Linked DNA regions of Pan troglodytes: region 2 is linked to region 1. A link is a contact called in public capture Hi-C data. All regions are on one chromosome and are shown on one strand. The core of a region is the stretch at or near the end of the contact, and the rest is flanking DNA. Distances in the headings are between cores, read along the strand shown. Region 1 overlaps MAP4K4 (mitogen-activated protein kinase kinase kinase kinase 4). Region 2 has its middle 22 kb from the start of RNF149.

Evidence for each region. Capture Hi-C pulls out chosen DNA fragments and counts their contacts.
Region 2: a contact with region 1 is called in a capture Hi-C map of stem cell-derived neural stem cells, with 3 times the contacts expected there. The contact joins two enhancer-like sites. A contact is called at or near these places in 3 of 7 Hi-C or Micro-C datasets (blood, induced pluripotent stem cells and stem cell-derived neural progenitor cells) and 1 of 1 other capture datasets (stem cell-derived neural stem cells).

The regions. Positions count from the first base shown.
Region 1 is chr12:21,092,040-21,098,281 of NHGRI_mPanTro3-v2.0_pri, reverse strand. It overlaps MAP4K4 (mitogen-activated protein kinase kinase kinase kinase 4), which reads left to right. Exons shown (of 29, transcript XM_054678099.2): 11 at 1,418-1,490; 12 at 2,908-3,118. Among named protein-coding and RNA genes, the nearest start is that of IL1R2, 140 kb to the right of the region's middle. Within about 2 kb of position 3,006, at least 5 of the 24 cell types and tissues checked have an H3K27ac peak or open chromatin away from gene starts, as enhancers often do. A contact at or near this core is called in stem cell-derived neural stem cells, where this site is marked.
Region 2 is chr12:21,603,609-21,609,850 of NHGRI_mPanTro3-v2.0_pri, reverse strand. No RefSeq gene overlaps it. Among named protein-coding and RNA genes, the nearest start is that of RNF149, 22 kb to the left of the region's middle. Within about 2 kb of position 3,465, at least 9 of the 24 cell types and tissues checked have an H3K27ac peak or open chromatin away from gene starts, as enhancers often do. A contact at or near this core is called in stem cell-derived neural stem cells, where this site is marked.

The DNA of each region.
Region 1 (6,242 bases), core at 1,757-4,256:
TCTTCATTTTCTTTTTGGGTTTACCTTCCAGATACCATTAGCCTCTTGTCAATAATTAGTAACTTGTAGTGTAAAATTATAAACATAGCAGAGTACCTATTTTAAGGATTCTGAAGATTATTTAAGCTGGAATTTCCCTTTGAAGCTAGCATAATCTATTAAAATAGCTTTGATGGTCTAGCATACAGAAGAGCTTATATGTGTAGACTGACAAATTTGTACGGAACCATATTTTAATTGTCCAGGCACTTAAAAACCAGGAAACTGATTTTCATCTTTTTTTTTTTTTTTTCTGGAGACAGAGTCTTGCTCTGTCACCCAGGCTGGAGTACAGTGGTGCGTTCTTGGCTCACTGCAGCCTCCGCCTCCCAGGTTCAAGTGATTGTCCTGCCTCAGCCTGTTAAGTAGCTGGGATTACAGGCATGTACCACCACACCCGGCTGGTTTTTGTATTTTTAATAGAGACAGGCTTTCACCATGTTGGTCAGGCTGGTCTTGAACCCCTGATCTCGTGATCTGCCCGCCTCAGTCTCCCAAAGTGCTGGGATTACAGGCAGGAGCCACCACACCCAGCCTGATTTTCATCTTGTATATCTTTGAAAAAAATAGAGGTGTGTGTGTCTAGACTGCTTTTAAATCTCTTCAACCTGTCTGGTTTTTTGATTGATTTCTGGAGTGAAACTGCTCACTGAAAGTTGGATATTGACATTAAGTGAAGGGACCAATAAATGGCCTTTTGGGAAAACTGTCTAAAACCTGTAGAACTGAAAATGAGTTATTGATGTTGAAACTTTTGTTTGTTTGAAGTCTGGCCTAAGTAGAGCAAATTTGAGTCTCATTCTTTTGCTATATGGTTTAATTAGTTTTCCTTGGTTTTGCCAGGTTTGTTTGTGGGTACATTTGGCTTATTTTTCCTGTACCTAGTTAATGTTTCACTTTGTGTCCATCTCCCAGGCTTTTCTCTCTGCTGCACTCTCCGTGGATCCCTAATTGCAAAAAATCACCAAATAAATTCTCTTGGTTGCCTTAGTTTCAGCAGTTACATATCTTTTTGAATTTTGCCATCAAAGTGGATTTTGGTGAATTTGCTAGTGCCCTCGGGTTCTTTTCTCGTGTGTCAGGGGCTCTGATCCCCTCTCGTGGTCCTGCACGTCCTCAGCAGTGCATCCCCCATACAAGGTTGGCTCGAATGCCGTGGAATCAGCTTTTCTGTGGGGAGTAAGGCTGACCAGGGAATAGATGCTGTCACTATGAGAATGTGGTGTCTTGCCCCTCCTCCCCAAATCCTCTATACAAGTTGCTGTTTTCACAGGGAACTTGTTTATTTTTTGCCAAGATGCTCCTGGAGATGCTTGTCTGAACAGGCGTGTGTCAGGACTTGTGAACTGTCCCATTTATCTTGTCCTTTTCTTCATAGATGAAACTGAGTATGAGTACAGTGGGAGTGAGGAAGAAGAGGAGGAAGTGCCTGAACAGGAAGGAGAGCCAAGGTAACCACGAAGCCACTGTTCAGTATCCTGCTTTATGAAGGGATTAAGTTTTATGTTGTGCCAGGATTTCAGAAGACTCCTGTGTGGTACAAAGAATCTTAAATTACTTAGACAGCATCTTACTATCTCCATTCTTCTCTATTCCTGACAGATTGCTGTAAACATTTTTCTTCCCTGGATCCTCTTACCCAGTGATTCTTTACCAAGGGTTGTGTTGTGTCCCCTTCTCCAGTCACTGAAAAATGTGTGGGCCTGGGCAGGGGAGAGTGCCCCAGCATTTATTGTTCCAGAAGCCATGGATGGTGAAGGTGCCATTGAACACCATTTCTTGTGGTATATAGAACATGGCTACACAAAAAGAATTTCCCCGCCCATGGACCAGCAGGACTGTGTGTGTCCTGATTTATTTTACGGTCTGTGTTTTAGTTTATCTCTGGCTCCCCAAAGTTCAGTAAAGCAGAAGGTTAAGGAGTCAGATGGGTTACATGAACCTCATAATAACTGATGAATCAGAGAATAGAGGATTTTTGGATTGTGATGTTGGGTGTGCCTGGCAGTTGTCCATGCTGCAGTATGTGGCTGATGAAGTGAACAAAGGGAGGGTGGAAGGGCATCTCAAGTGACCTGTGGGGAGCCGTGTGCCAGAGAATGGGACTTGGAACAGAGAGAAGCGAATTTATTGAAGCTACTTCATAATCTCTCTTTCTTCTTATGTAGGAGAGATTTTAATCCATTTTAGACTAAGAATTTCAGAGAAATTTGAACTGATTTCATGAGCAATGTAATTGTTTTTGAATAGGAGGAGCACTGTATGACGAAAAAGGCAATTTAAGGAGATACGTTTGCCATGCTGCTCTGGATGCTGTGGCAGTGGAGAAGTAACTCGGTGGGGAGGTCAGCTAGGAAGGGTGTGTTTAATTGATCTGTGCAGTGGCTAATTCGTAGGACCCGCTTGGGCTCAGCTGCTGACCTGGAAATAGGAAAGTGGGAGGGAATTATGACAGGGCTTGGTGGTTGACCAGACGAAGACAAAGGAATGGTGTAAACACTGAAGAGTGGTCTGATGGTTCTGTTTGCTGAAGAAAAAAAAGTGGTTAAAGGACTAGTGAAATCAAAGAAGGTGATTTCAACCTTTCCTTTTACTGAGTTTGAATTGTTATGCGAATCCTAAATAGAAATGTCTTGTCAAGCAAACATCTAGGACAGCATTTTAAGATATTTACTAAATTAATAAAAGAAGATATGGGACTATTGAATTGTAGATATAGTCATTTCTGTGGATGTATTAGTTGTCTCCCTGGAGTCAGAGGAACTCAGAGAATGAATGTAGAAATGGGATAGTATGCTGGTGCTATTGTCTCACTTATAGGACAGTGTGATCGGTGCACACCCCTGAAAGCCCTGCTTTTTCCAACAGTTCCATTGTGAACGTGCCTGGTGAGTCTACTCTTCGTCGAGATTTCCTGAGACTGCAGCAGGAGAACAAGGAACGTTCCGAGGCTCTTCGGAGACAACAGTTACTACAGGAGCAACAGCTCCGGGAGCAGGAAGAATATAAAAGGCAACTGCTGGCAGAGAGACAGAAGCGGATTGAGCAGCAGAAAGAACAGAGGCGACGGCTAGAAGAGGTAGCAAAAGGAAAATGTCCAAGTTGGTCGGTCTTTTCTCTTTCTGCATTTACACTGGTAGTTAGCCACTCAGAGGAATATCCTCTGTAGCTTCCTGGGGTAATACTTATCCCCTGGCACAGCTGTTTACATAACTGGTGAAAGAAAGCTTATGCTTTGGACTGGCAGGCCTTCACATTCCTTGAGGCCTTAGAAATGTTTTCCTTCCTTGTGAAAACTTTAAGGATCTGCCCCACAGTTACTCATCAACATACTGTGTTAGATGCAGAGCAAGTGTCCCAAAGATGGCATCAGACCAGTTTTGTGAAGTCTTTTTGCATTATGGTTTAAGTTGGCTTGCTCAGGATTGACCTGATTGCTTTTCTACTCTCAGCCTCTGGGTCCCAGTTTGTATGTGCATATTTTTCTGAAACTTCAGACTTTTTCACATGAAAGTTTTTTTTTTTTTTCTAAATGCCTTAACCTTAGGTATACTCAAGAGTAGGGGATGCAGATGAGGACAAATGGCTAATGCAGGGCTTAATACCTAGGTGACGGGTTGACAGGTGCAGCAAAACACCATGGCACACGTTTACCTATGTAACAAACCATGTTCTGCAATGTATCCCAGAACTTAAAGTAAAAAAAAAAAAAAAAAAAAAAAGATAAGATTTGGACATAGAGGCGGAAACACGGGAAGAGTGCCGCGTGGCAAGGGAGGCAAGATGGGAATGATGGTCTACAAGTCAAGGAAGGACCAATATTGCCTGCAACCACCTAAGCTAGGAAGAGGCAAAGAAGGACCCTTCCCTAGAGCCTTCACACCTTGATATCAGAGTTCCAGCATCCAGAACTGTCAGAAAATAAATTTTTACTGGTTTAAGCCAAAAATAAAAAATAAAATAAAAAAAAAACCAAACGCACACGCACACACGGTAAGGGATGCAGAAAACAATTTGAACCTGGAAGTTGTAGTGTCCTCTGGTGGAGAAGTACATTTTACACCACCTGCTCATTTAACTCATTAATATTGCTGACATTGGTAATGTGGTTACCTTACAGCTTTCACGTTTTTAATGCACAGAAATATATTATTTCCCTATACAGTCATGGGTCGCTTAATGACGGGGATACATTCTGAGAAATGCATCATTAGGTGATCCGTCATTGTGGGAACATCATAGAGTGTACCTACACAGACCTAGATGGTACAGCCTACTGCGCACCTAGACTATGTGGTGTGGCCTCTTGCTTCCAGGCTACAAACCTGTACAGCATGTTACTGTGCCTTATACTGTAGGCAGTTGTAACACAATGGTAAGTATTTGTATATGTAAACATAGAAAAAGTATGGTAAAAATATGATATTATAATTTTATGGGACCACCATTGTATATGCAGTTCATCATTGACCAAAACATGGCTATTTCACTTGGGGATCAGAGGAGTCTTTTGATTTTCTTTTCTTGACTGGCTTCTGCTGCATACCTCACAGGTCCACATTTCTCATTCATTATCATTTCTGTTTTTATTTAATTCACAGACATTGTTGTTTTACCTTTTTTCCCCCAGAAAAATGGCCCAACAACAGTAAAGTCCTGTATTGATATTATCCAGTGGAATTTAACCTATTAAGTAGCAACACATGCTATTAAATATTATCCTACTAATTTAACAGCACACTTTGGCATGGAATCTTTCATACACTTTGTGTATTTGTAGTCTGGATTCTGAAAACTCTTTATAATTTGCCGCTTGTTTAGAAAAATCAGTGCCTGCTGAACTAAGGAGCCTGCAAATATTCAGCTAGGACTTTTAGAAGAAAACAGGACATACGTTCCCCTGTAGTAGGGACAACTTCGCTGCTTTTATAATGGTTTTTGCAGCTAATTTGCAAATTCCTTGTAGTATTTTTGTTAAGACTTTTTTCAGTGTTCTTTGAACGTAATAAATCTTGAATGAGTTCAGAGATCTGTTCAAGTTGCATATTGACTGTACTTACTATATTAGAATGCTTGAGTTTTGAGACTCTGGCTGTTTCTAGTTGTTTCTTGAAGTGGTGTTTTCCACTATCTTTTTTTGATCCCGGCCTGCACTTTCCTTAAGCAGGTGGCATAGACTACTTTGGTGGTTTATAACTTGAAGTGCCAAGGACCAGATCAAGTTAGCACTCATTTGTAACACAGGCACTGGAAATGTCTTTCAGGCTGTCACTAGTGAGACGAGTATCCATTATCCAGCCTCTGCATGTGGTAGGTGGTGAAGGTGAGCGATGGTAGAAGGTGAAGGTGAGCGATGGCTCACAGGGAAGAGCTGAAATTTTAAAGTCATTTTGTTTTATAAGCTAAGTAGATGCTGGTGAATGTCTGTGAAAACAAGAATTTTGTGCTTGTCATGTTTTAATTAGCCCATTATGGATTTTCAGTGTAAGTTCAAACTCAGGGTCATCTCTTTGAGCTTCTTAATTAGGAAAGATAAAGAAAATGTTGGAATGGGAAAAGTCACATGAGTAGAATTCCACTGGTTTGGATTTTTGGTCAGCTAGCTGCTTGTTACTAGCCTGGGTAATTAAGCTTTATTTACACTCCAGGTCTGAGGAAGGTAATTTGGGAATAGAGTGATCCCGTATTTGGGGGTTTGGTTCTAGGACTTCCCATGGATACCAGAACTGCAGATGCCCAAGCCCCTGATATAAAGTGGCCTACTATTTGCATATAACCTGTGCACTCCCTTCCATATATAGTCATATGTTGCATAACAACGTTTTGATCAACAACTGAGTACATGTATGATGGTGGTCCCATAAGATTATGGTGGAGCTGAAAAATTCCTGTTGCCTAGTGACATCATAGCCATTGTAACGTGTAATGGGTTGTAGCGCAACCTGTTACTCGTGATTGTGGTGATGCTGGTGTAAACTCACGTATTGCACTGCTGGTTGTATAAAAGTATAGCACATACAATTATATACAGTATATGTTACTGGGTTTATGTATTTTTACTATATTATACTTTTTAATCATTATTTTAGAGTGTACTCCTTCTACATATTAAAAACCAAGTTAACTGCAAAAGAGTCTTAGGCAGGTCCTTCAGGAGGATTCCAGAAGAAGGCATTGTGATCATAGGAGATGACAGCTGACAG
Region 2 (6,242 bases), core at 2,216-4,715, 510 kb before region 1:
TTGTGTTTGAGACTAGTTAAATTTTGAATGGAAAATAGGGTATACAGGTTAAATCAAGTAAGGCAAGGTCAGAAAGCATTTGAAGCCATACTACAAAGGGCTAGGATTCTATACCATGGAGTTTTTCTTCCATTTGGTAGATAATAGGGACATATCGACTTTTTTTTTTTTTTAATACCAGGAAATGACATGGTTCTACTGTGATGTAAAAGATGTACCTCGGCCAGGCGCAGTGGCTCAGGCCTGTAATCCCAGCACTTTGGGAGGCCAAGGTGGGTGGATCACCTGAGGTCAGGAGTTCGAGACCAGCCTGGCCAACATAATGAAACCCCATCTCTACTAAAAATATAAAAATTAGCCAGGCATGGTGGTGGGCACCTGTAATCCCAGCTACTTGGGAGGCTGAGGCAGGAGAATCATTTGAACCCGGGAGGCGGAGGTTGCAGTGAGCCGAGATTGTGCCACTGCACTCCAGCCTCGCCAACAGAGCGAAACTCTGTCTCAGGAATAAATAAATAAATAAAATAAAAATAAAAGATATACCTCATATCATTGAGAAGAAGGCACCTAAAGAGGAAAAGACTAGTGGAAGGAGACTAACTAGGATGCTATTTAAATAATAAAAACCCAATAATGAGGCTCAGAATAAGAGTGGTGGCCTGAAAGGGATCTGAAAGGAATGACAGCATGTAAGGAGAGATGATGGAGGCAACACTTACAGGTCCTGAAAACTGCTCAAATAGGCACAAAGGAAAAGAAGGATGCCTGAAAATAATGATGATGCAAAAACTAAGCTAGGTAGGGCAGCAGGAAGAACCGGTTTGGTGGGAAGATGATGAATTTGGCTTGAAGTGCTTGGCAAGACATCCAAGTCTGCTGCACAGGCAACGCAGGTCAGCAATTTGAGAGAAAGGTAAACTTTCACAATCCTAATTTGAGAAGCAACAGCACAGAGATGATTATGGAGCCATGAGGGCTGAGACACTCAGCGGGGGAGACGAAAGACTAAAGAGACTCTTAGCCAGGAGAGAACTGTGGTGGTGGGAGGGGAGAGAAGGAGTGGGGGTTGGGAAGGGCAAGGAAATGAGGAGGAGCCACTGACAATGGCAGATAAATGTTCAGAGAAGAAGACCCTAAAGACTACAGCTTTATGGCACCCAGGGCTGGACAGGCTCAGAAGACAATGGGAATAATGTCGTGTGCTGCAGAATCTTGGTATTGGCCTAAGTGTTGGGGGCCATAAGAATAGACCACTTTAAGTTGTTTGAGAAGAAGCAAGATCAGTAATTCCAAGAAGTAGAAGGGTTGAGGGAAGTGTTTTCTTTCTTGGGGAGTGGCAGACAGTAATGTTTGTCAGCTGAAGAGAAGGAACCAGGGGTAAGGGAAGATTGAGGCTGCAGAGTAGAGGAAGTGGTTGTGGGAACAAGTTTGCAAAGTGAGCTAAAAGGGTGGGGTTGATGTACAGAGGTAACGCTGGGAGGAAGGAAGTGTATTTCCTTTTTTGACACAGGGAGAAGGATGACAAGGTCAGTGTGGACACAGACATTTTTGACGTGCAGAGGCAGGAAGCTGAAATCGTTCTGGGCAAGTGACTCTTCTCTTCTCAAAAGAATAGGAAGTGAGGTCACCAGAAACTAAGATGGGGCAAGTGTTGGGATTACAGAATAAGGGAAGGAACAAAACAGCTGCTAGGAATGAGACAAGGAGTCCACCAGAAATGGGTAAACAGATTTCTGAAGACTTCTGAGAACTCCACTGAGTCTAAATTCCAGAATGTGCAGTAAAAACCACTGGTGCCATTACCCCCATGAATCAGAGGAAGCAGATGGTGGGGTCTCCCTGAGATACAATCTTGTCAGCCATCGGGATATTTCACATTATTGCTGCAAATAAAAAGGAGGCTCATACCTTATTCATCACTGTGTTCCCAATACCCAAGACAATTAACCACACTCATACTTAACACATATTTATTGAATAAATAAATGAATTGTGCAGCAAGATCAAAGTTCTCGTTAACTGCAGAAGGAGATATTAGAAGGAGAGAGGCAGTGTTATTACTAAGGCTGAGTCAGTACCCTGTCAGCACCTGCCAGACAGAAGGCCCCAGAACCTTGCATCCCTCTCCTCTTGCCTGCAGAAGCTCACCCTGCCTGGCCTAAGCCACAGAGGAGATGCATAAAAGCCCTCCACCCTCTTTCGTATGTCGCCATGCTTATCTTGCAATCTTGAGCTATAATTTGGCTGCCTGAAAATCTAACAGGTGTAACATCAAGGCCACAATCGTGGTGCGCTACAAAGATTTTATCTGCTTTTAACAGTAATAAATTGTGATGATGGTGTATAAACCAGTCGTGTGAACTCAGTTCATGGGAGGCATAGTAACTCATGGGCGAGTTAATAAAACAAGTTCTAAAGCTGCACAGCTGGGCATCAGCATCAGGATCAGAGGCAATTTTCTGTAATTATACTTCTTCCAGAAACTACCTTTCTACATTGCTGAGGCTGAAGTCAAGAAATATAGAACCTAGAGCTCCTATTCATAAATATCTTGTATTTTAGCAAAAGATAGGTGCTTCTCTCAAAACAAAAACAAACAAAAAACAAAAAACAGCAGAGACCCCATAAGGAAGGCATAAAATGAAATCAATTATCGTTTATATGTTATATGAATATTTGTAGTCTACAGACCTAAATTCTCAGAATTTCATATTTCTGGGCAGAATACACCCTTAAGGTTAAGTGACTTTGAACTTGCTGTGCTCATAGAATGCATCTTATAGACCTCAAACTACAGGGGCATAAATGACCAGGGCTGCTGGCTGCTCTAAGTCAAGGACTGGGCACTTTAACCAGGCATTTTAAGGCAGTTCTTGGAAGATGGGGACTTCTTCTGATGGCCAGCTTTGTCTTGAGGGCTTTCCTTTGGCCTTGTGGAAGCTTCTTTAGTTCACATAAGGGTCTAGGACACCTCCAGCTAGTCTTTCTTCCCTTTCTCCTTCACTCAAGTCAGACTTGCATGGGGTCTAATGTTGCTCTCAACCTTTCCCAGCTTCCTCTCTGTTATCTCTCACAGGCATAATAAAATCCTTGCCCTATTCATTCCATCCTGGAGTCTGCTTCTTGGAGGACTTGGACGGACGTAGAACCTTTGCATCAGAGCCCAGAGGCCGAGAGAGGCTGATGGCAGGTGAGAGTTTCCGTAGCATTGCTGTAGCTACTGTATAGGCTTATGCATTTGGAAATCAGCAAAACATCATTAGCAAACAAGCAAATATGTCTGCACACCCAATTTCCCTTCCCTCTGACTGAGAAATAGATATTCCTAGAGTAGTTGGTCTGGAAGCAGAGACTGACCAAGCTGAGGAGGGCTGGGCTGCCCCACCAGCCTTGGAGCCCTGCTCTCTGAACTTGCTCTGAGATCAGTGGGAGAAAGCAGCCTTTGTTCAGCCCATTTGCAAGTCTCCCCACCCCCGCCGGCAGGACCAGGCGGGTGAGCTCAGCGTGCTGGGTGTCTGCTAGGCGTTCCTGGCCAGGCCTATTTCCTTTTCTTCTGGTACGAGCATGACTATTTTGCTTTGTGGAAATAGTCTTCCACACAGGACTAGTTTTGATGGATAGCACTCAAGTGCTTCCTTTTCTTTTGGTCAAAGGTTGGGTAAGTAACTCAGTGTAGTGCAAAGCAGGGCCCTCTCTCAGAACCTGAACTGGAGCAGCACAAAACTGGAAATTGTTGAAGAATCATGCAGGGGCCAGAACCCTGAAGCGCCACTCCCTGTGCTCCTGTGTAAACCCGGTTGCTCTGCTTCTGCCCTTCAGAAGCCAGGAACTTCAGCTCGCAAGATCGTCCTCCTTCTCCTCCCCAGGGGTAAATAAAGCTTGCCCAGAATTACATAGGTAGGGAGTGTCGGGTTAGCACATAGAGTCAATCTGCCAGACTCAGCAGTGCCATGCTAGGATCTCCCAAACCACTCCTCAGAAAGCTTACCCTGGCCTTAGATGATCTGCATCCCACCATTTATACTCTGTGGTACCTGGGCTTCCTTGTCCATGTCTCTAGCATGAAGATGTTGGCTTCCCTGCCTCCTAATAGCTACTCATTCCCTCCTCAAATTTTCTCTTTCTGTGAGAAATTGTGGATAGAAAATAGAATGTAAGACAAACTCACATTTCCTCTGTGCTTACTATGTGGCAGGCCGTGTTCTAAGCACTTTATATGCATGAACTCATTTAATCCTCATAACAACCTGAGGCACCATGTTGACCCATTTTACGGATGAGAAAACTGAGGCGCAGAAAGTCCTGAGTAACCACATGGCTAGTGAGTGGCAGGTCTGCTAAATGCAGCACATTCTGCTGCGACAGAGGCTCCTTGAGGGCATGGGATTCGTTTGGCTCACAACTGCATCTACTGTGCATTTGGCATAAAGTAGATGCTTGATAAATGTCAGAACACATGAATAAACGTGTTTAAAAAATAAGATAAAAAAAGAAGCAATGAAAGAATGGATAGGGATGGGAAAGAAGGTCTAATTTTCTGCAAGTCTAATTCGATGGTGTTTTGGTTTTCTTGATGCTTATTTGTTTTTATTTCTTTTTCTTTTTTTTTAATCCTGCTCCTTCTGTAGATGCTCATTTGGGTTCTCATTACTTCTCAGGTAGGCTCTGGGTGTTTTAAGGAAATTCCTGAATGAGTCCCCCTTTTCCCAGCTGATGTAAAGGTATGATTTCTGAACCTGCTTCATTACAGTAACTATGTAAGAGCCCAATGGTGCAAGCACTTAGATGAAAAATAGATGTCGTTTATTTCACCAGGATTTAGATCAGGAAGCCTCTAAGGGTTGTGAGATGATGTGTTAGGGCCCACATAACCTAGTTCTCATGGGGAGTTTTCCATTCTTATGGGGAGTTTTCTATGATCAGTTCATTGAGGAAAAACCCAAACAAAACTTGGGCTTAGTTTACAAAATGGGCACAGCTGCAGAACATCCCTGAAAGCCAACAAGCAAATTTTTTTTTTTTTTTTTTTTTAGACGGAGTCTCGCTCTGTCGCCCAGGCTGGAGTGCAGTGGCGCGATCTCGGCTCACTGCAAGCTTCGCCTCTCGGGTTCACGCCATTCTCCTGCCTCAGCCTCCCGAGTAGCTGGGACTACAGGTGCCCGCCACCATGCCTGGCTAATTTTTTTTGTATTCTTAGTAGAGACGGGGTTTCACTGTGTTAGCCAGGATGGTTTCAATCTCCTGACCTCGTGATCTGCCGGCCTCGGCCTCCCAAAATGCTGGGATTACAGGTGTGAGCCACGGCGCCCGGCCTACAAGGAAGTCTTAGACCCAGCTTCCTGGATGGAGAAGTGGCCAAAGAGATGGTCTCCCCTGATACCAGTGTGGGTGGTGGCTAACTTTACAATTTGGTCTTCAGTTTACAGAATACCGAGGCAGGAACTAATATTACCTAGAGTAGGATACAGTGGCTGATGGGACGTCCGGTTTCCCCTTTTCAGGGGGAAAGTGAGAGTATCTTTATTTCTGCAAAGTATAACTGTATCTTGTAAGGCAGAGCGTTTGGCTTGTTAGGTCTTTTAGCTGTCTGTACCTTGAAGGGTGCATGTGCTGAGTAGTCAAAGCAGTGGGCTGTGCCCGTTATTGGCCAATTGTCTCCTACAGCCACAGTGGATCTTTTCTACTTGGCTCTGCAGTGTTAAGGCTGGGAGTTTGCAAATTCTCTTGGGTGTGGTATCTGGGTGTCCCAGGCTCTCTTGCCAGCAGACTTACTGTTAGATTCTACCAATAGGTGGTACTAGTGGGAGCTCCAAAGGTAGGAAGGGAGAAATTGCACTTTTTAAATAGGTGAAATCTAATAAGTGTTTAAGAATGTTTATCTTCAAATGAACCATTTAACTGGCTTTTTTTTTGAAACAGAGTTTTGTTTTTGTCACCCAAGCTGGAGTGCAATGATGCAATCTTGGCTCACTGCAACCTCTGCCTTGCAGGTTCAAGCAATTCTCCTGCCTCAGCCTCCCAAGTAGATGGGATTACAGGCACCTGCCATCACACCTGGCTAATTTTTGCATTTTTAGTAGAGATGGGGTTTTACTATGTTGACCAGGCTAGTCTCAAACTCCTGACCTCAGGTGATCCTCCCACCTCGGCCCCCCAAAGTGTTGGGATTACAGGCACGTGCCATCAGGCCCGGCCAGCTTTTCCAGCTATTTGAGTCTAATATTTGAAGCTGCTAATTAACC